7 separate regions of the Mus musculus genome follow, and all the other regions are linked to region 1. The links are chromatin contacts, called in public Micro-C, promoter capture Hi-C and targeted proximity ligation maps. All regions are on one chromosome and are shown on one strand. The core of a region is the stretch at or near the end of the contact, and the rest is flanking DNA. Distances in the headings are between cores, read along the strand shown.

Region 1 (3,507 bases), core at 366-2,865:
CACCCCTTTCACCCGATAAACCAACCCCCATCTGCCGGAAACAGTTCCCAGGCTAGAGATAGAGAGTTCCTCCGGATCCCCCAGGGAGACAGATAATGCCCCTCCCAGGTCAGTGTTGGGACCCTGGGGCCCCTTCCTTGACGTCTGTACAAGGGGTACATTGGGGTACTTCTCCGCAAAATCAAGGAGCTTTTCTTAAGAAGACTTCAAAATAGGAGCCTGGGTAGGTTCTGGCCTAGAGTCTGGTTCAGGGTCCAGCTGGGTGTGACCCCTCGTGCTGCATGCAACTCACCAAACGCTTCGATGCAACCACGGAGCAGCTCCTCCACGGTGCAGCCCTTGTCCAGGTCCAGAGTGCTCGTCATGGCTGCCGGTGCCAGTAGGCTAGACCCAAGCTACACTCTCAGAGCCTCCCACGGTGCTCAATTCGGACCCCTGTCCTGGGAGAAGTGGGAGTCAGCAGAGGCGCGGGAGGTGGGGGGAGCGGCTCGGCGCGTAGGAACGGGGCGGAGTGGGCACGCCCCCTGCTGGGCATGGGCGGAGTTGCCTGCCGTTGCCCCTCTAGGGTTAAACGGTCCTGCCCCGGGATGGTGCAACTCGCTAGTTGGGAAATGGACTAGCTGAGAGGCTTCCGGCCCACCCGCGGAGTCGCGGGAGGTTAGAAGGGTTCTACGAGAATAAGGGACGAGCCAGGACCCCAGGGGTTAGTTAGTGCCCCAAGCCTCCTGGCGGGCCCTCCTCTCCTTGCATTTGCTCCCCACAGGCACCTGCAACACCCCACAGCTTGACTCTGCACTCCTCCCGCTTCCCCTCCCTTCACAGCCTCCCTTCCCCCGCAGGGTTATTTTGGGAACCCAGTGCCTGAGGGGACCTCGGAGGAATTTCTCCCTGGGATGGAAGGAGGGAGGAGGGAACCCAGGAGTCCTGCCTACATCTCCCCCTCCTGGGCTCCCCGAGTGGGAGGCGGGGCCGTAGCATCCCCCAGGGGCCTGCCCTTGGGGAGGAGGGCTAGAGAGAAGAACATTCCTGGGGCGGGGGGTGGGAGGGGTAGCCCACTGCGGTTGGGAGATGTCAGTGGGAAGCCAAAGCCTGGGAACCGCGGACTCCCAACCCACAAGTACTAAGGTCCCAGGAGTCCGGTCCTAGCCCTTCCAGAATTGCCATATATCTTCCCAACCTGGGCTCCCGCCTTCCCACCCACCCTGCTGCATAGTTAAATTGTGCGTGAGAGCACCGAGTAGGGAGCCCAGAAGGGGCCGCTAGCGCCATGGCCTGCATGACACCATTAATAATCCTGGTCATCAGTGGGGACTATAAAAGCACCCATGCAGGAACAAACACCTATTCTCTAGACTAGGTATTTGCCGAAGGCCAATGACCTACATTAAGTGCAAGAAGACCCTTTTCACACACACCAGGGTCATAGACACCTCCCGTCCTAATCACACACAATGGCACCCACATCCCATGCACACCTGCAATGAAAATCCTCAGCCACACATACCCAAGTCCTTTACTTCAGAATGCAAACCTGAATGCAGTTCACCTCCCAGACCTTCTGTTCACTTGAACCAGCTCAGCCTCTGATCTCTCGATCACAGTAGCTCTGACATCTGAACACGTGTGCACACACGCAAAGACAGTGCATCTCCACGCATGTACACTCCCACACGCATCCACATACCCCCTGGTTGCGCACACACCCATTCTGCCGCCCCTCCCCCCTCAACCAGGCTCCAGGGCTCGCAGCCCCAAAGCCTGGGGTTCTTTACATTCCTGGATCTCGCCAAAACCTTGTCCCAAGGAAAGGGACCTCGCCCTTACACAGACTCCCCTACATTAGGGAATCCTCCCGAGGACTTCTCAGAGTCGTTCCCTCCTGACTGTTACTTCCTTGCTGGGTGACCTTGAGAATCATTTAGTCTCTCTGAACCTCAATTTTCCCATCTGTCAAATGGGGACTTGCAGGGAAGAGCCTGGTAGATACGTTTCAGGCGAGCACCGGAATGCCTCGAACGCCCCCCTCCTGCGGGTGGCTCTAAGTGCCTCATCCCCTCCGCAAGCTCTGTCCCACCCAGGACCGCAGATTCCCCACCCACCCGCAGTCCCCGCCAGCCTGCCCCTAGGAGATCCCTAGGGGCCGCACCCTCTGTGTCCCACGCCCCACCCGCGCGCGTGCTCGCTCACTCACTCTTGGGACCCGCAGCGCGGACCCCGAACCCTGCCCGGCCAGCGCCACCTCCGTGCGCTCCCGCCCGCCGGCCTCGCTGCGGCTGCGGCTCCCACCCGGTCTCCGCGCCGCGGCCCAGCGCCCTGCCGCCCCGCCCCCTCCCCGCCCCTGCACCCCGCGCCGCGCCTCCTCCACCGGGGACTCCCCCTCTCGCCCCGCGCGCGCCGGGCCCTGAAGCAGATTAACCCCTCCCCTGCCGCCCCAGAGAGTTTAACCGCGGGCGGGGGGCTGCGCCACTGTTGGTGTGGGGACCGCGTGCAGCAGCCCTCCCCCACCGCGACACCCCCGGGCTCTGCGCCCCGCCTGGGTGTCGCACGGAGGAAGCCGGGAGGGGCAGGAAGCGGACTGCGGTGGGGAAGGGGCGCCCCGCCCAGCCCCCCGGTCCGGGTTCCTGTTTTCGAGACAAACCGTTCCCACGGGGTTCACCCTGCCCGGGCCCGGGCGTCTTCCTGCGGGCGGCGGAGGCCCGGGCGTGGTGGAGGTCGCGGGCGTGGGGCTGCGGATCCTTGCGATGGCCTGGGGGAGGGGCTGGGACAGAATGCGAGCTGGTTTTGGTCCAGTGGAGCCTCAAAAAGCCAGGAATGAATGAACGAACACGCGGCTCCCTGGGAACCCAGGTTCGTTGTCTAGAGATGGGGCGAGGGACACCCCACTGGGCAAGAGAGAAAGAGGCGTCTATAAATTGGGTAGGTGCTTTGCAGTTTCGGAACTGGAAGCCTTGGATGCATGGGCCGAGACGAGGAACTTGGGAGGGGCAGCCACAAGCAGTTATGTCCCTCACACCTAGCCTAGGGATAGGTAACAGTTTCCGGCCGTTTAGACTCACTATGAAACCCAGGGCCGCAAAACCCCTTCCGAGGATTGCCCCTCCTTGCCTTGGGCGAGGGAAGCAGTCCTCTGCACTTCAATCTTGGTTTATGTGAGGCTCAGAAGAGGCCCCTTATATACCTCAGTTTCTCCAGAACCGGGAATATACCACTGTTCTCGCCTAAACGATCTGCGAATGCCCTAAGCCCTAACACTCCCCTGGTTTTGAATTTATTTTAGCCACCTGCTAAGAGACCCTAAAACGCCGCAGTGGGGCGGGGCTAGGGGCGGAGCCAAGAAGGCGCCAAGCCTCCTCTAGACCCTCCCCCAGACAGCGGGGAAAGCTCCGTAGTCCGGGAGGATTCGGCCCGAGTACCGACTCCCTAACCCGGTGGGCCCCACCCAGACAGACGCCCCGCCCCCGACCAACTAAGCTGGCCGCTGACCTAGTATGGACACAGCGCTGGGAA
Region 2 (3,507 bases), core at 563-3,062, 480 kb after region 1:
AATCAGATTAATCCCTGTGAGTTCAAGGCCAGGCAGGGCTACATAGTGAGTTCCAGATTAGCCAAGGCTATGTAGAGAGACCTGCCCCCCCCAAAAAAAAGACTCTTAGCCTTCTTTCTTTCTTTCTTTCTTTCTTTCTTTTTTTTTTGGGGGGGGGGTTGTGTGTGTGGTGGAGCATGTGGAGATCAGAAAAGAACATTTAAAAGTTCGTTCCCCCTTCTTCCACCATGTAGGCCCTAGAAATCAAACTGAGGTTTTGAGGCTTGGTCACGAGCACCCTTACACAGAGTCTTCGCTCATAACGGTCTTCTTTTATTTTAGGGCTTGAATTTGCTACACAGCTGAGGAGAAACATTTTGAGCTCCTGATCCCCCTGCCTCCACCTTCTGAGTGCTGATGCCCCATCACATGCTGTTCAATCCAGTGCCCAGGGCTTCTCGGGGCTCTGTAAGCGCTCCACGAACTAGAGTACATGCCTAACCTGGGATAATCTCTCTGTTAAAGTCGGCTGAGCAGGCATGCGGCTCACATCTACAGACCCAGCTCTTTGGGAGGGCAAGGAAGGCGAGCTGCTTGAACCCAGGAGTTCAATCAATTATAATTTCTGGTAATTCCCTTTTCCCACATAACAAAATGGTCCCAGACGTTAAAACGTGGAGCTCTTGATCTAGTGGTGCATGCGTGTGAGTGTAAGATTATGTGAATGTGTGTGTGTGTGTGTGTGTGTGTGTGTGTATGTATGTGTGTGTGAGTGTGTGTATGTGTGTGACTTGGGATTAAACAGAAGGACTGACATACAGGGAATCTCACCGAGCTCCTCCGAGCTGTCCTCCTGGCCCAGAATATGGTCATCTTTAGGGAAGCATGACCCAGTCCTTCCCATTCTCCCCTCCCTTTTGGCTTGCCTGACATACTCCCCAGCCCCAGCATCCCTCCCTCCTATCCACACACCGCTTTCCACATCTGCTATCTGGAAGGCAAGCATCCCGATTTCCTCCTCCTATCACTGTCCTCTTCTTTGCCTCACTCCTCTTAGCACTCATCCACCCGGAAGGGGATCAGCCTGTGCCTGGAACCTCGAATTTCTTGAATCCTGACTCCTCAGCTTCCCTAACCACGAACAGACACTCAGAGAATTTACTCACAAAACGGCGCAATGAGAAGTTTCCCTCGGTTTGTCTCATCAGCTTTAGGACCTGTCCTTCAATAACTGTTTCTGATCCTGTTCTAAACCATCCACCTCAGAAACCACTTAGCAGGTCAGCAAACTCGTGCAAGTTCAGGCTGTGTCTGTCTCTGTTTTTCTCTGTGCTTTCCGACCCTGAATCTTTCTCGCATCCTTCATCACTCTCCTAGCCTAGGGTAAACTCTTCAAAACTCCCCTAGGTTTGTAAAACGCCTGCAAAGCCCAATTCATTCTTGAAGAGTCAGTGCGGGCGCCTCCCGGGTCCTCGTCCTTCCGTCAAGGAAACCCATCCAAGGATGGTCAGAGATTTCTCAAGAATTCTTTCTTCCGGCCTTTGTTGGCCCAGTGCTTCTAGCCTAAAGTTTTTATTCCAACACGAACAGCTGGCGTCCTCGTGTGTATCCACCCTTGTTACCCTTCGGTGATAGCCCTCAGCCGCCCGGAGGCTAAGCCTCTAGAATCTTGGAATCCAGCTCTTAGCCTTTACAGAAAGAAGAACCTGGGCGGTGCCGCGGTGGGCGGGGATGTGTGGGTGGGGGTTCGAGAGGAGCGGTCCGGGATTGGCTTCTGGCTCTGGGGGCGTGGCTTAGGCCCAAGGTCTGCACTGTAAGTTCCCAGGCCCTCCCTGGTCCTCTATCCTAGCCGCACAGCTCTGCAGCTTTGCCCGCGCTCCTCAAGGTGAGTTGGGACTGGGGTTTTACAGGCCTCCCGCAGCTCCCTGGAGAGTGCTAGCCAGGCGGTGTTCTGTTTTGGCTCAGATCAGGTCCATTATCTGGGGTCTGGATCCCCGCCCCCTACCCATGACCTCCCGCAGCGCTCAAGGCGCTGTGCTGTCAGTCTTGCAGCTCCGGGTTGTACTTCTATGCTGGCCAGAGACCTGGGACTAGGGAACATCCTCTCTTCGGCCCGTGTCCCTGCCTGGGCTGGAGGCCGTATTTTTAGCGGATGGTGAGGTGTCCTCCTATCTTTAGCTTTAGTGTTACTGAAATGGATCTGGGCCGCGCTGGGTAGCGCTTGACTGGGGATCTGGAGGGGTCGGCACAGGAACACAAGCCAGGGCTGAGCAGCCGGACTCCGGGGAGGGCGGGGGCCTGCACGTCCGAAGTCTGGCTGTGAGCCAAGCAGACATTGAGACTTCGCCCAGGCCAAGAAGCTCAGGCAAGGCAAGGCCCCTCCCAGATATCGGAGTCCCAGACAAGGTCCCCGATAATTGCAATTCTACCCTCACGGTGGTCCGATTGTGCAACCCAGAGAAAAAGGGCCTATGGGCGATCCACCTCGGGCACTGGAGCACGCAGTTCCTCGGTGGGCGTCTCCCTGGAGCGGGTATGCTCGGTGGGACCCTAGAACCCCGGGTTATAGCAGGGACGCGCGCGCCACCTAGCGACATTGTACTACAGAGAGATCGCTGCAGAAGCACCAGATTCTGAGCCAGCCCTGCCAGGGCTGGCAGGAGGGGACCTAGAAGGGTTTGGTTTTTGTTCTTGATGCAACCTCTACCTGGAAGAGCCGAAGTGCTTGAGAAAAGCCCTGAAGATATGTGCTGAATGTCCTTTGACGGTTACTGTGGATCCGTCTATTGTGCAGAGGCCTCTTGTTTCAAGTATAGCAGTGGGTCAGCTTATTTTAAAGACAGGGAAGGTGAGTTCAGTCCCAGAGAGAAAAGGTTCATTGCTCAAGGTCACAGAGGCCCAGGTGGAACTAGATTTCAAACCCTTCCCCTTGGGCTGCTGGCAAGACGGCTCAGCGGAAGTCTTTTGCTGAGCAAGCTTGGAGGTGAGCTCCTTTCCCGAAACACTCAGAGATGGACTCCACAAAGTATTCTGACTTCCACACACATTCCGCACACTACGTACACACTCGCGAACGCACTCACACACACACACACTCACATTAAAATACACTCAACAGTAACAATAAATAAAACTTTCTAGTTTTTTCTTTTTTTATTTTTAGAGGCAGTTTTTTTGTTTTTTGTTTTTTTAGTTTTTAGAAGTAAACAGATCTCTAAGTTCAGTTGGCCTGGTCTACGGAGTGAGTTCCAGGACCACCATAAACCTTCTCAGTGAGCCTTTAGAAAAGGGGCAGACCTAGAGCTGGGCCTGGTGGCACACTTTCTTGTTTTTTTTGGGGGGGGGGAGGGAGGGGTTGAGATTTGAATGTTTGACAGGGTCTCACTGTCCTGAACTCACTATGCAAACCAAGATGGACTCAATCTCCCAGAGATCTGCCTGCCTCTGCCTCCCAAAAGCACTTATCACCTGCCTGGCCAGCCCGTACGCTTTTAATCCCAGCACTTGGGAAGGGGAAGAAGGCAGATC
Region 3 (3,507 bases), core at 269-2,768, 460 kb before region 1:
TCCGTGGCAGAATTCCCACACAGAGGCGACTCCTGAGATGGCTTCTGTTGTGAGTCCCTGTGTCTGTTTCCGGCAACCTCCCACTCTGGGACATCCCTCCTTCAAACAGTTTCCACCACCAGCTTGGGGACCTGAAAACCAGGGTCAGGTCCCTCCCTCTGGTGCTCCCACCATTTGGGTTGTGGGTTCAGAGTGCTCCCTGAAAGACCTCAGAGTCCTCCTCTAAGCTCCTCAAGCCTTTCTCGGGAGTTGCTGCTGGGGCTTTGGAATTTTCTTGTGCCTGCAATGACAGCTGCATCAGGGCTGAAGCCAGCTGAAGGGCAACAGTACCTTGTCACCTGACTTTAGAAATGATGACCGAGACAGACAAGAAGACAAACACAAGTAGTTCCTGATCTATGCTTCTAGCTGCTGATTCCTTGGCTATCCTTCCCTCTCAGCAGGCTGCCTCCTGCCTCCTCTGGGAAGCCTTCCCTGACTGCCCTGTGAAAGCACTTAGTAGGACTACAGTGTCTTATTTCATGTGACTATTCTCTCTCTCTCTCTCTTTCTCTCTCTCTCTCTCCCTCTCTTCCTCTCTCTCTCTCTAACACAGGGTCTCTCTAAACAGGCCTAGATGTCCTAGAACTCCAGGCTGGCTTTGAACTCAGAGATCCACCTATCTCTTTCTCCTGAGTGCTGGGATTAAAGATGTGTGCCACCATGCCTGGCCAGCATCATCATTATTTTGGGAAACAGTCTCACTAAATTGGTTTAGCTGGTCTAGCATTCACTATAGGTAATCCAGGATGGCCTTGAATTCCTGATTCTCCTGTCTCTACCCTTCAAGGGGCTGGAATCACAGGCATGCATCTCTACTCCCGGTTATAAGGTACTAGAGATTGAACCCAGGGCCTTGTATATGTTAAGCAGGCCCTCTATGGACTGAGTCACATTCCCGGGTATTGTGTGCTTCCTTTTAAGGAGTTTACAGATGGGAAACTGAGTCTGGTAACTGCGGTTACTGGCCTTCCTCCATTTTCAGTGTAGTATTTACAAAGTCCAGGAGGGTCAGCGTCTACTCTCTCCTGGGGTTCAGAGGAGCTGGCTGGGACATGCAGCACCTGTAGCAGGCTTCAACAGCTGACAGATTGGCATGAGACTGAAGAAGGAGATACCAACAAATGAAGAACAAATTCAAGGCCATCCTGGACTACCTATAGTGAATGCTAGACCAGCCTATTGACTCCAAGGCAAGGCCAGAGCTCTTTTAGTGACGACAGAGTGCCAGGCTGAGGTCACTCTCTCTTGCCCACGAGAGAAAAGGTCTTCCCGTTATTCCCATGGAGTCAGGAACCCTGTAGGCCTCCCCTCAGCTAACTTACAGCTTTGTAGCTAGTCTTACCTTATCTGAGACCCAGGGAAGATGTGTGTGTGTGTTTGCGTGTATGTGCTGAGACACGATTCGCAGCCCTGCAGAACCCCGGAAGAAGGAAGCTGTACAGGGTCTGTGGCTGGGCCTCTGGGATCCCCCAGCCGGGGACTTCCTCTTCCTCTCAGAGCAGGTGTAGCTGCCACAGCGTGACAGGGACTACACCCTGACCCCCAACATGGAGGGGGCCAAGGGGCCCAGGCTCAGAGGCTTTCTGAGTGGGAGTCTGGCCACCTGGGTGAGGGTCAGGTGGGAGAGGAAGAGAGTGTGGGGCAGACTGAGGGCTGGGGGAGGAGGGGCTGGGTGTATAGCATCAGCAGGGGGGGGGGAGGGGAAGCTGGTCTGGGAACTGGGGCAGGAGGCATTCAGGGGCACTGGTGAAGTGTGTGTGTGTGTGTGGGGGGGTGGTAGTGGGAATCATAGAGTGTTTTGGGACAGATCAGGGACTCAGGATGAGTTTACTAGTTGGGGGTGGTGGTGGTGGGGAGTTTCTACCTGTTTAGCTGACTTCTATTTGTTTCCACAGGCACTGGGACTGGCTGGGCTGGTGGGGGAGGCAGAAGAATCAGCGGGGGGAACAGAGGAGGAGGAGGAGGAGGAGGAGGAAGAGGGGGCTCTTTGTACAGAGAAGAGATTCCTGCGGCTGATCGATGGAGCCTTACTCCTTCGGGTGCTGGGCATCATGTAAGTGACATGGGGAAGTTGAGTTGGGGGGGGGGCTGTGAATAGTAGGAGGAGTCTGAGGGTGGAGGGCAAGGCCTGTCTGGGTTGTGGGGAGGTCCTCAAGCCAACCTCTCACCCATGTTCCCTGGGTGATCATAGTGCTCCCAGTTCCCGAGGAGGACTTCGAATGGTCAGGGGCCGTGATGGTCCTGCAGCCTGTCGGATGTGGAACCTCTGTCATCTATGGGGGCGACTGAGGGATTTTTACCAGGTAAAACATTGGGAAGGCCAGACAGGAGGCCCAGCAGCCCCTGTGAAGGTGTCTTTCTTAGTGTTGGCCTATTCTAGGAGGAGCTACAGCTGCTGATCCTATCACCACCTCCAGACCTCCAGACAATGGGGTGTGACCCCTTCTCAGGTGCTGCTTCCTACCCACCCTCTGTCCTCTGTCCCTGCCCCATGTCCCTATTTAACCCTTTGTGGCTTGTGCCCAGCAGAAGAGGCAGTGGACGAGCTGGAAAGCATCCTTCGGCTGTTGCTGGGGGCCTCAGTGCAGGTGAAGAGGGGACGGGAGAAGAGAATGGAGTTCTGACAGGAGGAGGGGCCTCTGTGTGCCAGCTTTGGGCCTTCTCTGTCCACCACAGTGTGAACACCGGGAGCTCTTCATCCGTCACATCCGGGGCCTCAGCCTTGACGTCCAGAGCGAGCTGGCTGGTGCAATCCAGGAGGTACTGACGGCAGCAATACAGTCCAGGGGCTTGATTGGGTTCATTTTCTCTGCCAGCTGAAGAATTAAATGGCAGGGAAAAATCTGAAGCGCAGCAGGTGGCAGCAGAGAGAGCTCTTGCACAGCAGACAGAAACAGCAGTTAGGAGAGGCGGTTATGGAGGGCGAGCAAGCACACATGCTGCAGACACACAGAGAACAAGGCTCTGCTTTGCAGAAGCAGGGCTCAGGAAGCCAAAACAAACAAACAAACAAACAAACAAAAACAAAAACACCCCCAACAAACAAACAAACAAACCCGGTCTCCTCTGGAGGCCTGCGGTTTTAAAGACTCTGAGAAGTCTTCCTCACCCTATTTTCTCTGGTCAGAGACTGTTGTGTGACATGTCCTCATCAGGCCTTGAACTTGTTGAGCCAGTATGTCAGCAAGGGTCCACTAGTGGGCGGCAAAAGCTGCCAGGCTTTTGTCTTAAGTAAGCAGGTTGAGGAGGAAGCTGGCCATCTTGGAAGAGCTTTGCCACCTCTTCCATGTCATGGCTGCTCTTCCTGTCTGTCTGTCTACCAGGAATTATGTCTAACTCCTGATCTCTAGGTACTGTGGTGGGTGGCACAGGGGATTTGTTGCTACCCCTGAAGCCACCTTCACCTCCTGATGTATTGCTCTCTGTGCCCTCAGGTGACCCAACCTGGTGCTGGTGTGGTACTGG
Region 4 (3,507 bases), core at 446-2,945, 440 kb before region 1:
TGTGGATGGCAGGCTAGCAGAGCAGAGCAGCTTCAATGATTTGAGGCCAGAAGATAAATAAATAAAATAAAGAAATCTTAAAGTATGTCAGTATTTTAGACTTTACAGTAGCCCACATTTAAGAGACTAGATTTTATTTAAAAAGATAATAAAGACTATCCAGTTATTGGTTTTTTTGTTTGTTTGCTTTTTGTTTTTGTTTTGTTTTGTTTTTTTTTTGAGACAGGGTTTCTCTGTGTAGCCCTGGTTCTCCTGGAACTCACTCTGTAGACCAGGCTGGCCTCGAACTCAGAGGTCCACTTACCTCTGCCTTCTGAGTGCTGGGATTAAAGGTGTATGCTACCTTCTTAAAATATTGGGATGCTAGCATGAGACCTTAAGGACAAATAAGAAAGGAAAGGCTATGCTTTAACACAGACGAGCTGACGGGGTGAAATGTCATAGTTCTTTTGTCAAACTAGACACCTAGGTAGAGGGAACCTCACAGCTGAGAGACTGCTTCCAGCAGATTAGCCCATGGGCATATTTGTGGAGGCATTTTCTTGATTGCAAATTGATTATAGGAAGGCCTAAGTCACTGTGGGTGATACATCCCTAGCTAGATGGGCTTGGGTTATGTAATAAAGCTAGCTGAAAAAGTCAAGGGATGAAAGTCAGTAAGCAGTGCTCCTCATAAGCAGTGCTCCTCATCATAAGCAGTGCTCCTCCATGGTCTCTGCTTCAGTTCTGATCTCCAGGTTCCAGCCTTGAGTTTCTGCCTTGACTTCCCTCAGTTATGGACTGTAGCCTGCAAACCAAATAACTGCCCCTTCCCCAAGCTGCTTTAAGTCAGAACGTTTTATCACAGCAACAAAGAAGCAAACGAATACAGGGACAATTAGGCTGGGTGGCAGGATGTGAGTCAGGGCACCCGAGGCTGCCCCAGGGAGGGTGGGGCTCCCTGGGAAAGGTGGAGTGGGGTCCTTGTGCAATCAGCCCTGCAGGCTCCCTCTTTAATTCTTTTTGAAATTACATTTATTTTATATTATGCCATATGTTTGCATTGTATGTAGGTGCAGGCACTTAGATCTAAGGGCAGCTTGTGGAAGTCGGTTCTTTCTTTTTACCATGTGGGAGGGAACTAGGCATCCAACTCAGTTGGTCTCCTTTGGGGCAAAAGCAACTTTACCCATGTAAAGTGGCTTCCTGTTTCTGAAGTGTACTCTCAGGATGCCCATTGCCGGCCCAGCATCAAGAGCCTAGGGCTCCTGTGTCCAGGGAATATAAAGATCTCCAGTGTATTTGCTGAGCTTAACGAGTGTAACGAGTGGTCCTAAAGAAGGAAGTGGGCTGTGATTTGTGTCTGTTGGCTAAGAGGAGCAGAAGAGGCAAGGCTGCCACGTGGGAGGGAGGGCTCCATCAGCCTGGGTGGGCAGCCCTCCTCAAATCCTGGGACACAGACCTCTAGTGTCCTCCATATCCTGCTGGACAGACACCTGGCTAGGAGGCTTACTCCAGCTGCAGCCACATGTCACCCAAAGGCCCTGCACGGCTCTCACTGGTCCCGGGGCCAGGAGACCCTGCCACCGTCTGATGCTTCCCACCCGCAGCCCCGCTCCGTCACGTTCCAGCCGCCTGACTCAGGCCGCACGGGGCGGGCTGGGAGCCGGGAGGCGGTGCCGGCGCCCGCTCGGCCCCAGAGGCGGCACCAGGAAGCACCCGCCCCGGCCGGAGCCGCCATGTAACCGGCGCCGCCCGTAGCCCCAGCCGCGCGGGCCCCAGCGACCCGCCCGCCATGGGAGACGAGGATGAGGACGAGGGCTGCGCCGTGGAGCTGCAGATCACCGAAGGTGGGTGCCGGATCCCGAGGCGGCTCTCCCGGACGGGTGGCAAGAGTCAGCGACCCTCTGGGCTCACTCGCCCCCCTGTGTCCGCAGCCAACCTCACCGGGCATGAGGAGAAGGTGAGCGTGGAGAACTTCGCGCTGCTCAAGGTGCTGGGCACGGGAGGTGAGAAACCGCTTTCACTGGCATGGTGCTTTGGGCCTTCTGCCCGCCCACTCGCCTGGACCTGGGCCTGGGCCTGGTTGCTGGGGAGGTCCCCCCACCCTTTCCCGGCATAGCTCCCCTTGCCCGCCCCGCCCTACCGTACCAGGGTTCCGAGCCTACTTGCCGGGCGTCCACGTTGACAGGACTCTTCTCTGCAAAGTCCTATGCGTGCGTGCCCCCTGCCGCGATTTCCTAGCCTCTTTGGGGTTTTGACTCCCTCCCAAGAGCTTTGCACAGCTTCTCTCCCCATCTTCCCTTGCGAGCCCCACTCTTGTATTTTGCAAATTCCCCAGTCCGGGTTTGCACATCCCTCCGCTGACTGGGAGCGCGCCTCTGCCTCCGGTGCCAGCGTTTTCATCTTTTCTCAGCTCTCTTGATCATCCCAGGTTTGCACGTGCCCCGCCCCTTCCCCGCCCCGCAGGCCTTCTGGAGTTGCAAGCTCCCCAGGCTAGTTTGCACTGCAAATTGCTTTTCAGGCTTAACCGAGCACCCTCCAGGGAGGGCTCACCTTCTCCTTAGAAGGCTCTGTCAGCCTTTTGCACCCCCCTTCCCACCAGTCTGCACCGCCCTCGCACTTACAGCCCACCTTCCAACCGCTTGCTTGCTGCTCCCACAGCCTATGGGAAGGTGTTCCTGGTGCGGAAGACGGGTGGGCACGACGCGGGCAAGCTCTATGCCATGAAGGTGCTACGCAAGGCGGCGTTGGTGCAGCGCGCGAAGACACAGGAGCATACCCGCACCGAACGCTCGGTGCTGGAGCTGGTTCGCCAAGCACCCTTCCTGGTCACACTGCACTACGCCTTCCAGACGGATGCCAAGCTGCACCTCATCCTGGGTGAGGGCCTGTCACATCTCAGCTTTGGAGAGGGACGGGAGTTAGATTAGGCTACCTTGTAGGGAAACATTTCAACGTCTCCTCACTCCCAGACTACGTGAGCGGTGGTGAGATGTTCACTCACCTCTACCAGCGCCAGTACTTCAAGGAGGCTGAGGTTCGAGTGTATGGGGGCGAGATTGTGCTGGCCCTGGAACACCTGCACAAGGTAAGAGACGGCCCTGCCTTTTGGCTGCTCTCCTGGGACTGCCCTGAACCTAATGAGGGGCTTCCTGTTTCAGGGGTGGCCTGGGCGGGGACCTTGAAAGAACTGCTTGAGACAGCACTACCTGGAAGGGTCTTCTGCTCCAGAACCTTCTGGAAGGGGCTTTCCTCCAACAGGAACCTAGGCTAACCTTCATCGGACTTCCTTAAGTGGTGACCTCAGACCTCAGTTACCAAGACCTCTGAAATGGGGCTTTTTGTTCACACTCCTGGGCGCCTTGGGGCCTGTGCACAGGACTTCTCAATGCAGGGTACCTTTGGTGGCCCTTCTTGAGTCCCTTCTTACTTGCTTTTATTTTGTGCATGTGTGGTGTGTGTATGTGCATATGTGCCAGAGCACATGTGTGGGTCAGATTCTGTGACATTAACAATATCCTTCCA
Region 5 (3,507 bases), core at 443-2,942, 320 kb after region 1:
TATTTTGCCTGCATGCACATGTATTCCTGCTCCCCATGGAGACCAAAAAGATACTGGATCCCCCCCCCCCCCAGGGTGTTACAGACAGTTGTGAGCTTGGGGATTGAACCTGGGTCATCAGGAAGAGCAGCAAGTGAAACCATCTCTCCAGCTCAAATTCACTTTCTTAAAGCTTCGTGGGCTGAGATCCTCAGATGTACAGTTTCTAAATAGCCCCCTGGATAAGAAGGCAAGAAAATGTTTTGGTCCAAGACAAGTGAATACATGATCCCTTTAGTCTGTGACAAGAGCAACCATGCATGTCAGGCTGAGAAGCAGGCTGTGGACATGGTAGCACAGACTTTTAGTCCCAGCACTCAGGAAGCAGAGGTGGCTGGATCTCTGAGTTTGAGGCCAGCCTGGTCTACAATAATGAGTTTCAGGTCAGCCAAAGTTAGAGTGAGATGATGCCTCAAAGAGGAAGAAAGAGAGAGAAAAGAAAGGAAGGGTTTGAGCTGGCACAGGGTGAACTGCTCTTGCACTTTGGTTTCCAGCATCATGACGGGTAGCTCACACATGAGCTGTAACTACAGCTCTGAGTTATCCCCTGGTCTCTGCACACATAAATACACATATAATACTGGGGGCCGGACAGATGGCGATTTAATACCATTCAGAACTGTTTTTAGCTAGGCAGTGGAGCTGGTGACAGTGTTATCACATGCCTTTAGTCTCAACACTTGGGAGGCAGACAGGTTCTACACTAGGACCAGTTCCAGGACAGTCAGGGCTAAGCAGAGAAACCGTCTTGAAAAAAATAAAAATAAAAAGTATACCATTTAGATTTTTTTTTAACTCCTAATTTTCAGATAAAAACAGTGTTTGGTCTGCTGAAACTCCTGGCAGCCCAGCACCCTATCAGCCCATCCTCGGTAACGTTTACAGTACATCATTAGTAAAGTCTCATTTTCTTCTATTTAACTCCACATATAATCTGACCTCATCCCCTCTTAAGAGCTTCGTCTTTTTTTTTTTTTTTTTTTTTTTTTTTTTTGAGACAGGGTTTCTCTGTGTAGCCCTGGCTGTCCTGGAACTCATGGAACTCACTCTGTAGACCAGGCTGGCTGGCCTCGAACTCAGAAATTCACCTGCCTCTGCCTCCCAAGTGCTGGGATTAAAGGTGTGCGCCACTACGCCCTGCTGAGAGCTTCGTTTTATGCCTACATCTTTAAAACTTCCGAATTATCCTCAATCCCAACTGCTCACGTATCACATTTCACTAACTTCTTAAGATTAACATCTTAAATTCTCTAAGTAGAATAAAGTTTCTCATATTGAATGACTCCTTGGAGACAGAACCTTGGGAAACACTGCGTTAAAGCCATATTGCAGGCTACTAAATGGACGTTTGAACCTTGCAGACCCCCCCTGTGACGCATATTCGATCTTCTGCAAGTCTCTTTCCTGTGCGGATGCAGGATTGGGACGCCACGATTCACCCAAGTAGCACAGCAAAATCACAGAAACTCAACGATCCAGAAGTTCAGTGAAACCTCTGTGCTCCAGAAGGACAAGCGCAAGACGGAACTTTAGTCTCACATATCCTACAGCTGCAGAGGAACGTTTCACCTGAAGGACCGCCTGGTTGTAGCAAGTTTCTGGTCCCCGGAAGTGCATCTGTTCCCTCCCCTGCCTCACCCCTTTGAGTTGAGGTTGGAGCTATGGCGGCTGCGGCAGCTGTGGGGCCTGGCCTAGGGTCCGGGCCTGGAGACTCCCCAGAAGGTCCCGAGGCGGACGCTCCGGAGCGTCGGCGGAAGGCTCACGGGATGCTGAAGCTTTACTACGGCCTCTCGGAGGGGGAGGTGGCGGGGCATCCCGCAGGGCCTGACCCTCTGGACCCAACCGATCTCAATGGGGCGCACTTCGACCCGGAAGTTTATCTTGACAAGGTGTGTGTGTGAAATGGGGCGGGTCCAGACCCCAAATATCTTGGACCCTAGATCTTACTCCCGATTTGGTTGCTGTGGTGACGGCAGCGGGGTTTATAAGAGGACAGCCCTTACTAGGCAATAGAGGCAGATCTGGAGGCCAAGGGAGCCTGGGCCTGACTTGAGGTCACACTGGGTCTGAGGTCTCGGTGCTGGCTCGTGGTAGTGGGTGTGACCATGCTCTTGACAGGCGCTAGGCAGGGCCTAGGTTGACTTTAAACTAAGCCAGAAGACCATGAACGCTGACAAATCCCAAATTGGGTCTAACCTGTGAAGTGTGCTACTTAAAGTGTGCCACTTATGGAATTCCTGATAAGGGTGGGATTGGAGTTGTCTTGCACTGAAATCCAACTAACGTAAAGCAGGGTAGCAGGACGTGAGTGAGCACTAACGCTGACTGTTCCTACCTGCTTCTCTAGCTGCGTAGAGAATGTCCTCTGGCCCAGCTGATGGACAGTGAGACGGACATGGTACGGCAGATCCGGGCTCTAGACAGCGACATGCAGACCCTGGTCTATGAGAACTACAACAAGTTCATCTCAGCTACAGGTGACCCCACTGGGACACACTCCTCAGTCTTACACCACCCCCACCAGGTCCTCACCCCGTGTTAAGAAAAACAGGGATTAAAGGAAAGAGACCCAGATTACAATTGGGTCCCAACCTTAATCCACTGCTGCTGAAGTGATGACTCCTGTGGGGGTGGGGTTTGTCCAAAGGACCAGCGCTGGGAAGGAAGAATGAAATGCAGTGAGTTTCTCTGCAGCACTTAGGAAGCACCAGCGTTTCAGTAAGCTTTAGCTTTGTTTGTTTATTTATATTGTGCACATGCATATGTGTGGGACACAACATTTGTGTGGGGGTCAGAAGACAACTTTCAGGAGTCTGTATTCTCCTTCCACCATGAGGGTGCCAGGGATTGAAGTCAGGTTATCAGGCTTGGTGACAAACACATTTGCCTGCTACTAAGCCATCTCAAAGTCAATTAAAATTTTTGTTAAAAATGTTATTAGTGGTAACTTTTGTTTCTGGTCAGTCTGCCTTCAGAGCAGATTTGCCACTCTCTCCCCCTCTGTCTGTATCCTCATTCCTTAAGATTTACTAATAGTTTTTGGGTCCAGGAGTCACCCCACAAACCACATGAACACCAATCTCAGTCACATAGGCACGGTTATTGAGTGCACACCCCAAGACTAATTGATTAGGGCAACAGCTCACAGATTCGGGAGCTGACAGCCACATACCTGTACACTGTCCGGGGTCAGACTTTATAAGGAAAAAGCCATAATGAGCTCATAAGCAGATACAGGGTGGGCTGCAGGGTGGGCAGCCTTTTTTCAAGTGTGTTAGTAGTTTAGACATTCTGGTCAAACTAACCCCTTGTCTAGCTTGGCTCTGAGTAAAGGCCATGGTTGGGGAATCTACCTTGGCTTTGCCTGAAGGCCACAGCTGGGGAATTTCCAAGGCAAGTAATAAGCCTCTCCATTCGATATATGGCCAGCCCGACTTCAGTCTGAGCAGACTATTTTACTGTGTCTGC
Region 6 (3,507 bases), core at 280-2,779, 280 kb before region 1:
CCCAGAAAGGGCACATGGCTTCATCCCAGAAGAACATGGTCAAGTGCTTGTTCCATTTTTGAACCCATGTGCCTTTGTAAAGCTCCTTCTCGAGCGCTTAGACAAGACAGAGCTCCGACGATGTCTCCCTCGGGAGATGCCAGCCTGGTCTGCATTCTCCTTGGAAGGGCACCATTTGTAAATTTCAGCCTGCTCAGGACAAATCAGACTTATCTGCAGCTGGGGAGCACTGCTTCACGTTAAATAGATCAGCCTGCGGTCCACAAGCTGCGAGGATTAACACACACTCGGGATTTCCTTCCACCCCTTTACAGTGAGCAGAATCCCAGAAGCAGGGGCCTAACCTACTGATCTGGTCCCTAACCGGGTGTGGTCGCATACGGCTGGCTCTGCCATTCAAGATCACTCTGTAATTTAGTGAGTTTAAGGCTAGCCTAGGCTACATAAGTCCCTAACTCCAAAATAAATAATAAACACATGCATGCATACATACATACATACATACACACATACATACATCTGGGTCTCAGGGACAGCATCCAGTTGGTAAAGTACTTACTGCCAAACAGGAGGACCTGAGTTCAATTCCCCAGTACCTTCATAAAACCCAGGCATATGGTGCATGTCTATAAGCCCAATGTTAGAAAAGTAGAGACTAGGAGCCCTGGGCGTGGCATGCTGGCCAGTAGTCTAGACCAAATGTGACTTCTAGGTTCTTTGACCAACCCTGCCTCAAAAAATCAGGTGAAGAGTTTACTGGACATTGATCTCTGTCCTCACGTGTGTGTGTGTGTGTGTGTGTGTGTGTGTGTGTGTGTGTGTGTGTGTGTGTGTGTAAAATACTTACCCATGTGTTATGTGTGAATGTGCAAACATACACACACTCACATATACACACACAAAATATCTGGTTCATAAATGGGTCCAAAAGACAAGGCGAGTCTTTTAGTGCTGGGGTGTGGGGTATCAATATTACCTACCCTTGTCACCCATTCCTTTCAACAATCCTGACTCAGCCCATGTGAGATCCCTGAATACTGCAGACTCCCAAGTGCTGTTATGAGATGGTGACCTTGGTGCATCAACTTCAAGCAGGCAGGTTCCAAACTCCAACAGAGACATCACTCCAGGTGAGGGATGGGAAGCACTGACTTAGCTCTGTCTTCACAGAGAGAGGCAGGATCCATCCAGCCTGAAGGAGGGCTGGCCACGGCCATTGTGTGTCTCCCCCTCCCCCATTTGGAAAGGGTTGTCTTGCTTGTGCGGCTGTGACATGTCATGCATCCAGCCTGCCTTTTGTCTGCTTCAAGAATTCCCTGGTGCAGCTTGTGGTCCACAGGGCACATTTGACACTGATGTCACCCTACAAATGGGAGAGGACCCTGGTGATGGGACATCCTGTGTCTATGGGGAAAGGGGTTTAATCTTCTTCAGGTGCTGAGACCTGTCAGTTGGACAGAAGCCCAGCGCACAGTAGCAGCTGGGGATGGCCGTTTCCAAGCCGGGCCTCTGGCTGTATGAAAGGTGACTTTGAATGGCTGCATTTGTTCCTGAAGCAGCCTGGGCAACTCAAAGTTACTGTGACAAAGGACTCTGCACGAGGCCTTGCTGTCAGGAACAGCAGGAGAGATAAAAGGCTCTCTTTAAAACTTCCCTTTTCGGGCTGGTGAGATGGCTCAGTGGGTAAGAGCACCCGACTGCTCTTCCGAAGGTCTGAAGTTCAAATCCCAGCAACCACATGGTGGCTCACAACCATCCGTAACAAGATCTGACGCCCTCTTCTGGAGTGTCTGAAGACAGCTACAGTGTACTTACATATAATAAATAAATAAATCTTTAAAAAAAAAAAAAAAAAAAAAAAAAAAAAAAAAAAAAACTTCCCTTTTCACGACCAACATGTCAGATACACACACAGTGGAGGGGGCGGTAGATGAAGCTGGGTGGTCCCACCACCCTGCAGCCCGCAGGGACCACAGCAGGGATTTTGTCCCTCTGTCTCTGTCTCTCCTCCTCACCACTGGAATGCTTAAACTAAATCTCAATCATAAAGTAACTTCATGTGTGTAATTCCCTCTTTCAAAAGGATGCTGTTTTCTCAGGGAACCATGAAGCCTCCTTTATCACACTCAGAAAAAAGATAAAAGAAAAAAAAAAAAAACTGAGCCACTTAGCCAGGATCAGCACTCAGACATGCTGTGATCAGACGGCTTCCTTTGTCTTAAGTGTCCCTTGTCTCTGTGGTTGTTTTAGGGATCTAAAAAGGCCGGGGTGGCATTTGGTTGCTAGTTCTGGAAAGCCTTTCTAGTTCTCAGCTACCTCTCTTCTTTTAAGAATTTAAATTTAATTTAATTACCAGTATCTTTTTGAGGCAGGGTCCCACTGTGCAGTCTGGACTGGACTGGAAGTCTAATGTAGACCAAGCTGGCCTGGAACTCACGGAGATCTGTTTTCATCTGCTTTCCAAGTGCAGGGATTAACGGTATGTGCCACCATGTCCTGCATACCTTTCCTCTTTTCCTTTGTTTTTATTATTTAACTATTTTCTTTTATGTATATAGATGTTTTGCCTACATATCTGTGTATCACTTGCATGCCTGGTGCCCATGGAGGTCAGAAGTGGGTGTTGGATCCCCTGGAACTGGAGTTACAAATGGTTGTGAGCAGTCATTTGGGCGCAGTGGATCAAGCCCAGGTCTTCTAGAACAGCTGATGTTCTCAACAGCAGAGCTGTCCTTCCAGCCATTTTTGTTTGTTTGTTTTTGTTTTTGTTTTTGTTTTTTGCTTGTTTTCTGCTGTTTTGTTTTGTTTTGTTTTGTTTTGTTTTGTTTTGTTTTAAAACAAAGTCTCTCTGTCTAGCTTTGGCTGTCTTGGAACTTGTTCTCTAGGCCAGGCAGGACTTGAACTCAGAAAGATCCTCCTGCCTTTGTCTCCACTGCCTTCTTTTTAAAAACGTGTCACACCACTGACTTTCTTGAAATTCAGTCATTCCTGTCCCAAGGATTAACCTATCTCCTAGGCAACTCAATGTCTCACACTTCCTCCTCCCCCTTAAATATTCATCTGTTTAAAAAATTTCAAGTGTGAGTGTATCTGTCTGTCTGCCTACCTGCCTGCCTGTGTGTGTGGTCTAGAAGAGGGCATTTATTCTCCTGGAGCTGGAGTTAAGATAGCAGTAAGTTGCTCAGTGTGGGTGCTGGGGACTGAACTTTGACCTCTGCAAGAGCATCAAGTCCTCTTAACTGCCAAACCATCTCTCCAGTCTCCCCCATACTCCCTGAAAATGGATGTCAGCTTGTTCTGTGCTTGGAATCTTCTTTGTGTTTTGTTTTGAGACAGGGTCTCACATAGCTGAGGTTGATCCTGAACTCCAGGCCTATACCACCACACCTGGCTGTGGTTAATATCTTGACTGTTCCCCAGAGTTAAGGGCTTGCTCCCCAGAGCAGCTCTACTGGAAGTAGTAGTGGAAGTTCTAAAGGGTAGAGAGTTGTTAAGTTGCCAGGATGT
Region 7 (3,507 bases), core at 311-2,810, 270 kb after region 1:
AGAGTCTCAAAGCCCACACCCACACACCTACTCCAACAGGGCCAAACCTTCCAATAGTACCACTCCCTGGGCTGAGCATATACAAACTATAACAAATGGTTTATTTTCTTGTTTGTTTGTTTGTTTGTTTTCGCCCTCAAAACAGAGATTCACCTGCCTCTGCCTCCTTAGTGCTGGGACTAAAAGTGTGATGTACCACCGCAGCCAACATCTCAGATTAAAAAAAAAAAAAGATCTATTTATTTATTATATGTAAGTACACTGTTGCTGTCTTCAGACACCCCAGAAAAGGGAGTCAGATCTCATTACAGATGGTTGTGAGCCACCATGTGGGTGCTGGGATTTGAACTCAGGACCTTTGGAAGAGCAGTCAGTGCTCTTAACTGCTGAGCCATCTCACCTCAGATTTTTTAATGGTTCTTTTTTTTAATGATTTATTTATTTATTATATTTACATATTTACATGTATTATATTTACAGCACACTGTAGCTGTCTTCAGACACCCCAGAAGAGGGCGTCATACCTCATTATGAATGGCTGTGAGCCACCATGTGGTTGCTGGGACTTGAACTCAGAACCTTTGGAAGAGCAGTCAGTGCTCACAACCGCTGAGCCATCTCTCCAACCCTTAATGGTTCTTTTATCCACTCTTTCCTATTTGAAGATGGGATTTCTGGTAGTGGTGGGATGTGCTGCAATCTATGTTTAGTGATAATCTTCCACACCAATTTGGCCTTGATCAATTGGTGTTGGGTTTTCGCTATCCCTGTGTTGTGCCAGCATGCCTCTTGATCTGATCTGTTACAGAAGATACTGTGTCAGGTACCACTTTCCATAGATGAAAAACTAGATGCATGCAGTTACAAGAGGGAAATGTAATGCTTACCAAGGATTTCAGCATTTGGGAGATGGAAATTGGAGGGTCAGAAATCCAAGGCCAGCCTCAACTACATAGAGAGTCTGAGGCCAAACTGGGCTACATGAGATCATCTCAACGTCCAACCTCCCCAAATTTGAAGCAGTTAAGGGGAATTCAAATACGTGTAAGTGTTGTGATTTCAGAGCCTCTGTCACTATCCAGTTTTTTCAGCATCAGAAAATGTCAGTGTGTGTCGTTCCCCCCACCCCCCAATCCGCACAGGGAGGCAGGGAACTTGGCTCTGCTAGGCACATTTTGAACACAATAAAAGTTGCATGGGTTAGACCCTATGCCAAGCACCTGAAGTTCCAGATACTCAGGAGGCTTAGGTAGGAGAATATTTTAAGCCCAGAAGTTGGTCAACACAGCAGAGATCTTAGCTTAAAATAATTCATAAATAAGAGGCTGGATGAGTGTAAAGAAGATAAATAAAGAAACGTTTCGGAGGTCTGTAAGGAGGGTTTACGTTAGGGGGAAGTGGGTTCAATCACATGCCAGGATGCCAGCTGGTAAATCCTCTCCCAAACAACCAATCCTTAGTCTCTACCTAGAACTCCGCTTTACCAATGACCTAGAACTTGTCAGACACTCCCTTAGCCACGCCCCCAAGCCAAGAACGGTTGTGTCACTTGCGACTAGGTCCCTGGGCCTGAAGAAGGGCGCAGGCCGGATCCTGGCAGTGGCAGTAGGCTCAACACGCGGGGAGCGGGGGCGACGTGCAGGAGGAGGAGCCGGCGACCGGCTCCGCTGTCATGTCGCGCCAAGCGAAGGATGACTTCCTGCGACACTACACAGTCTCGGACCCTAGGACCCACCCCAAGGGTTACACAGAGTACAAAGTAACCGCTCAGGTGAGGTGGGACCCAGCGGGGGAGCATTACCCTTTTAAGCAGCTCCGGATCCGTGCTGTACCTTAAAGGCAAAGAGCTTCAAGGAGGTCGCGGTTTGGCCTACACAAATAGATTTCCCCTTTAAGAGGCGCCTGAGACAGAAGATTTAAGGCGCCTCACCTCCTGGGGCGGGGCTAAGGGTCATTTTTTAAAGTCTGTGGAGCTTGGCTCTGCGCTTGGCCCGGTACCCCCTCTCTGTTGTTGGTGATGTCTAGATGCGGTCTACGAATTTCTCAAAGCAAGAAAACTCCGGATTAACCTAAATATTCCTTCTCTAATCGCTTAGAGTAACTTTTGGTAATTTTCCCTGCTTGATCCGTAAAAGCCCCACCACCACCTTTTTATTTATCTATCTTTTCTTTTTTTGAGACAGCCCTGGCTTTTGCGAACTCACGATGTAAACTAGACTGGCCCGGAAGTCACCGAGACCCTCCTGCATCTGCCTCCCAAGTGCTATGATTAAAGGCGTGCACCACCAGGACCAACTATAAAAAAAGCTCTTTAAAAGTTTAAATGTATGTGTGTGTGTATATACACATATACACATATAATTTTATTATACTATTTATATATTATATATATATAATTTGTGTGGTTTTAAAAACTCACGCAAAAAAAAAAAAAGACTGGTCTTAACAGATAAGGAAGTCAATAAGCTGAAATTGGTGTTTGTAACAATAAAACTTAGAATGAGCTCGTAGAAACATCAGCATGAAAGAATGCTTTTAGAATTTTACCCAAGGTAACTATGGAGGTCTCCAATGGGAGAAACCGGGTTGCTGCGGAAAGACTGACTATATATTTTCTTGTACTTAAATTTTTTTCAACTTGGCAACTGTTTGATTAGTGGCTTGTCGACTGTTAAAAGGAAGCAAACACATACAAGTCGCTCCCAAAGCAATCTAAGTCAGAGTCTTAGATACGTCAAGAGTGTTCCGGGGGTTTACTTTTTCATGCCAAAAAATACAAATATAATAATTGTCTCTAGGAAGATGCCGGAGGGTAGAAAGGATGACAAGGCATTCAGAACCCTTATGTCTTCCTGTTAGCCTTTTAGATCTAGTCACATGCCTTACACATGCATAGAGTTGTTTTTTTTTTCCAGTGCTAGGGTTGAACTCATGGCCTCCCACATTTTAGAGAACTCTCTCTCTCTCTCTCATTCTCATTCTCTCTCTCTCTCATTCTCTCTCTCTCTCTCTCCATGTCTCTCTCTTGCCACAGCACCCTACAAGATGATCCTTTTTTTATTTTATAGATTTATTTACTTAATTTTTTTCTTTATTTATTTCGAGGCATGTTTTTTCCCTGTAGCCCTGGTTGTCCTGGGACTTGTGTTGTAGACCAGGCTCAAACAGAGATCCATTTGCCTCTGCCTCCCCAGTGCAGCATCCCTAGGGATTAAAAATGTGTACTACCCCTCCTGGCTTATTTACTTAAAGATTTAAAACGTAGTTGTTTTTTTAAAAAACAAAAACATCTGTGCACTCTCCATGCAATACCAAAGGAGGCCAGAAGAGGGTGGTAGATCCCTATTGATTGGAATTACAAGCGCTTGTGTGCCCTCACGTTGGTGCTGGGAATAGAACTTCTGTCCTCTAGAAAGCAGCCAGTGCTCTTAACCTGAGCCATCGATCCAGCTCCAGATTTATTTAATTTTATATGTATGAATATTTTGCCTGTATGTATGTTTATGT

Evidence for each region. Promoter capture Hi-C pulls out the DNA fragments that hold promoters and counts their contacts. Hi-C and Micro-C count contacts between places; a contact is called where the count stands out from the background.
Region 2: a targeted proximity ligation map of pancreatic cancer cells shows a contact between it and region 1. A contact is called at or near these places in 4 of 39 promoter capture datasets (embryonic stem cells, neural stem cells and pre-B cells), 1 of 484 Hi-C or Micro-C datasets (embryonic stem cells) and 1 of 130 datasets of targeted methods (pancreatic cancer cells).
Region 3: a contact with region 1 is called in a targeted proximity ligation map of T-cell acute lymphoblastic leukemia, with 2.8 times the contacts expected there. A contact is called at or near these places in 16 of 39 promoter capture datasets (the C10 cell line, cranial neural crest, embryonic stem cells and 8 more), 7 of 484 Hi-C or Micro-C datasets (B cells, the N1E-115 cell line, bone marrow-derived macrophages and 3 more), 18 of 130 datasets of targeted methods (the 230-238 cell line, T-cell acute lymphoblastic leukemia, bone marrow-derived dendritic cells and 10 more) and 3 of 9 other capture datasets (embryonic stem cells, liver and pancreatic islet).
Region 4: a contact with region 1 is called in a promoter capture Hi-C map of liver, with 3 times the contacts expected there. A contact is called at or near these places in 18 of 39 promoter capture datasets (the 3T3-L1 cell line, 3T3-L1-derived adipocytes, the C10 cell line and 11 more), 3 of 484 Hi-C or Micro-C datasets (Th1 cells, bone marrow-derived macrophages and nephron progenitors), 12 of 130 datasets of targeted methods (the 230-238 cell line, the NIH/3T3 cell line, T-cell acute lymphoblastic leukemia and 9 more) and 4 of 9 other capture datasets (adipose tissue, liver, macrophages and 1 more).
Region 5: a targeted proximity ligation map of pancreatic cancer cells shows a contact between it and region 1. A contact is called at or near these places in 2 of 39 promoter capture datasets (liver and pre-B cells), 1 of 484 Hi-C or Micro-C datasets (CD4 T cells), 6 of 130 datasets of targeted methods (bone marrow-derived macrophages, embryonic forebrain, embryonic stem cells and 2 more) and 2 of 9 other capture datasets (adipose tissue and embryonic stem cells).
Region 6: a targeted proximity ligation map of bone marrow-derived macrophages shows a contact between it and region 1, with 3 times the contacts expected there. A contact is called at or near these places in 3 of 39 promoter capture datasets (the 3T3-L1 cell line, the C10 cell line and liver), 1 of 484 Hi-C or Micro-C datasets (nephron progenitors) and 4 of 130 datasets of targeted methods (acute myeloid leukemia, bone marrow-derived macrophages, embryonic stem cells and 1 more).
Region 7: a contact with region 1 is called in a Micro-C map of embryonic stem cells, with 2.3 times the contacts expected there. A contact is called at or near these places in 1 of 484 Hi-C or Micro-C datasets (embryonic stem cells), 1 of 130 datasets of targeted methods (memory CD8 T cells) and 2 of 9 other capture datasets (adipose tissue and pancreatic islet).

What each region holds. Positions count from the first base shown.
Region 1 is chr19:6,398,649-6,402,155 of GRCm38.p6, reverse strand. It overlaps Rasgrp2 (RAS, guanyl releasing protein 2), which reads right to left and starts at 1,615. Exons shown (of 17, transcript NM_011242.3): 1 at 1,505-1,615; 2 at 293-435. The coding sequence starts at 365.
Region 2 is chr19:5,923,121-5,926,627 of GRCm38.p6, reverse strand. Cdc42ep2 (CDC42 effector protein (Rho GTPase binding) 2) reads left to right here and starts at 1,812. Exons shown (of 2, transcript NM_026772.2): 1 at 1,812-1,864.
Region 3 is chr19:6,856,222-6,859,728 of GRCm38.p6, reverse strand. Ccdc88b (coiled-coil domain containing 88B) reads left to right here and starts at 1,518. Exons shown (of 27, transcript NM_001081291.1): 1 at 1,518-1,649; 2 at 1,938-2,095; 3 at 2,234-2,345; 4 at 2,423-2,492; 5 at 2,572-2,630; 6 at 2,719-2,802; 7 at 3,477-3,507. The coding sequence starts at 1,590.
Region 4 is chr19:6,838,815-6,842,321 of GRCm38.p6, reverse strand. Rps6ka4 (ribosomal protein S6 kinase, polypeptide 4) reads left to right here and starts at 1,695. Exons shown (of 18, transcript NM_019924.2): 1 at 1,695-1,829; 2 at 1,917-1,988; 3 at 2,644-2,862; 4 at 2,955-3,070. The coding sequence starts at 1,775.
Region 5 is chr19:6,075,372-6,078,878 of GRCm38.p6, reverse strand. Vps51 (VPS51 GARP complex subunit) reads left to right here and starts at 1,692. Exons shown (of 10, transcript NM_001081041.1): 1 at 1,692-1,928; 2 at 2,387-2,516. The coding sequence starts at 1,701. It also overlaps a transcript of Tmem262 not described here.
Region 6 is chr19:6,678,178-6,681,684 of GRCm38.p6, reverse strand. No RefSeq gene overlaps it. Among named protein-coding and RNA genes, the nearest start is that of Gm32245, 110 kb to the right of the region's middle.
Region 7 is chr19:6,126,313-6,129,819 of GRCm38.p6, reverse strand. Snx15 (sorting nexin 15) reads left to right here and starts at 1,560. Exons shown (of 8, transcript NM_026912.2): 1 at 1,560-1,771. The coding sequence starts at 1,673.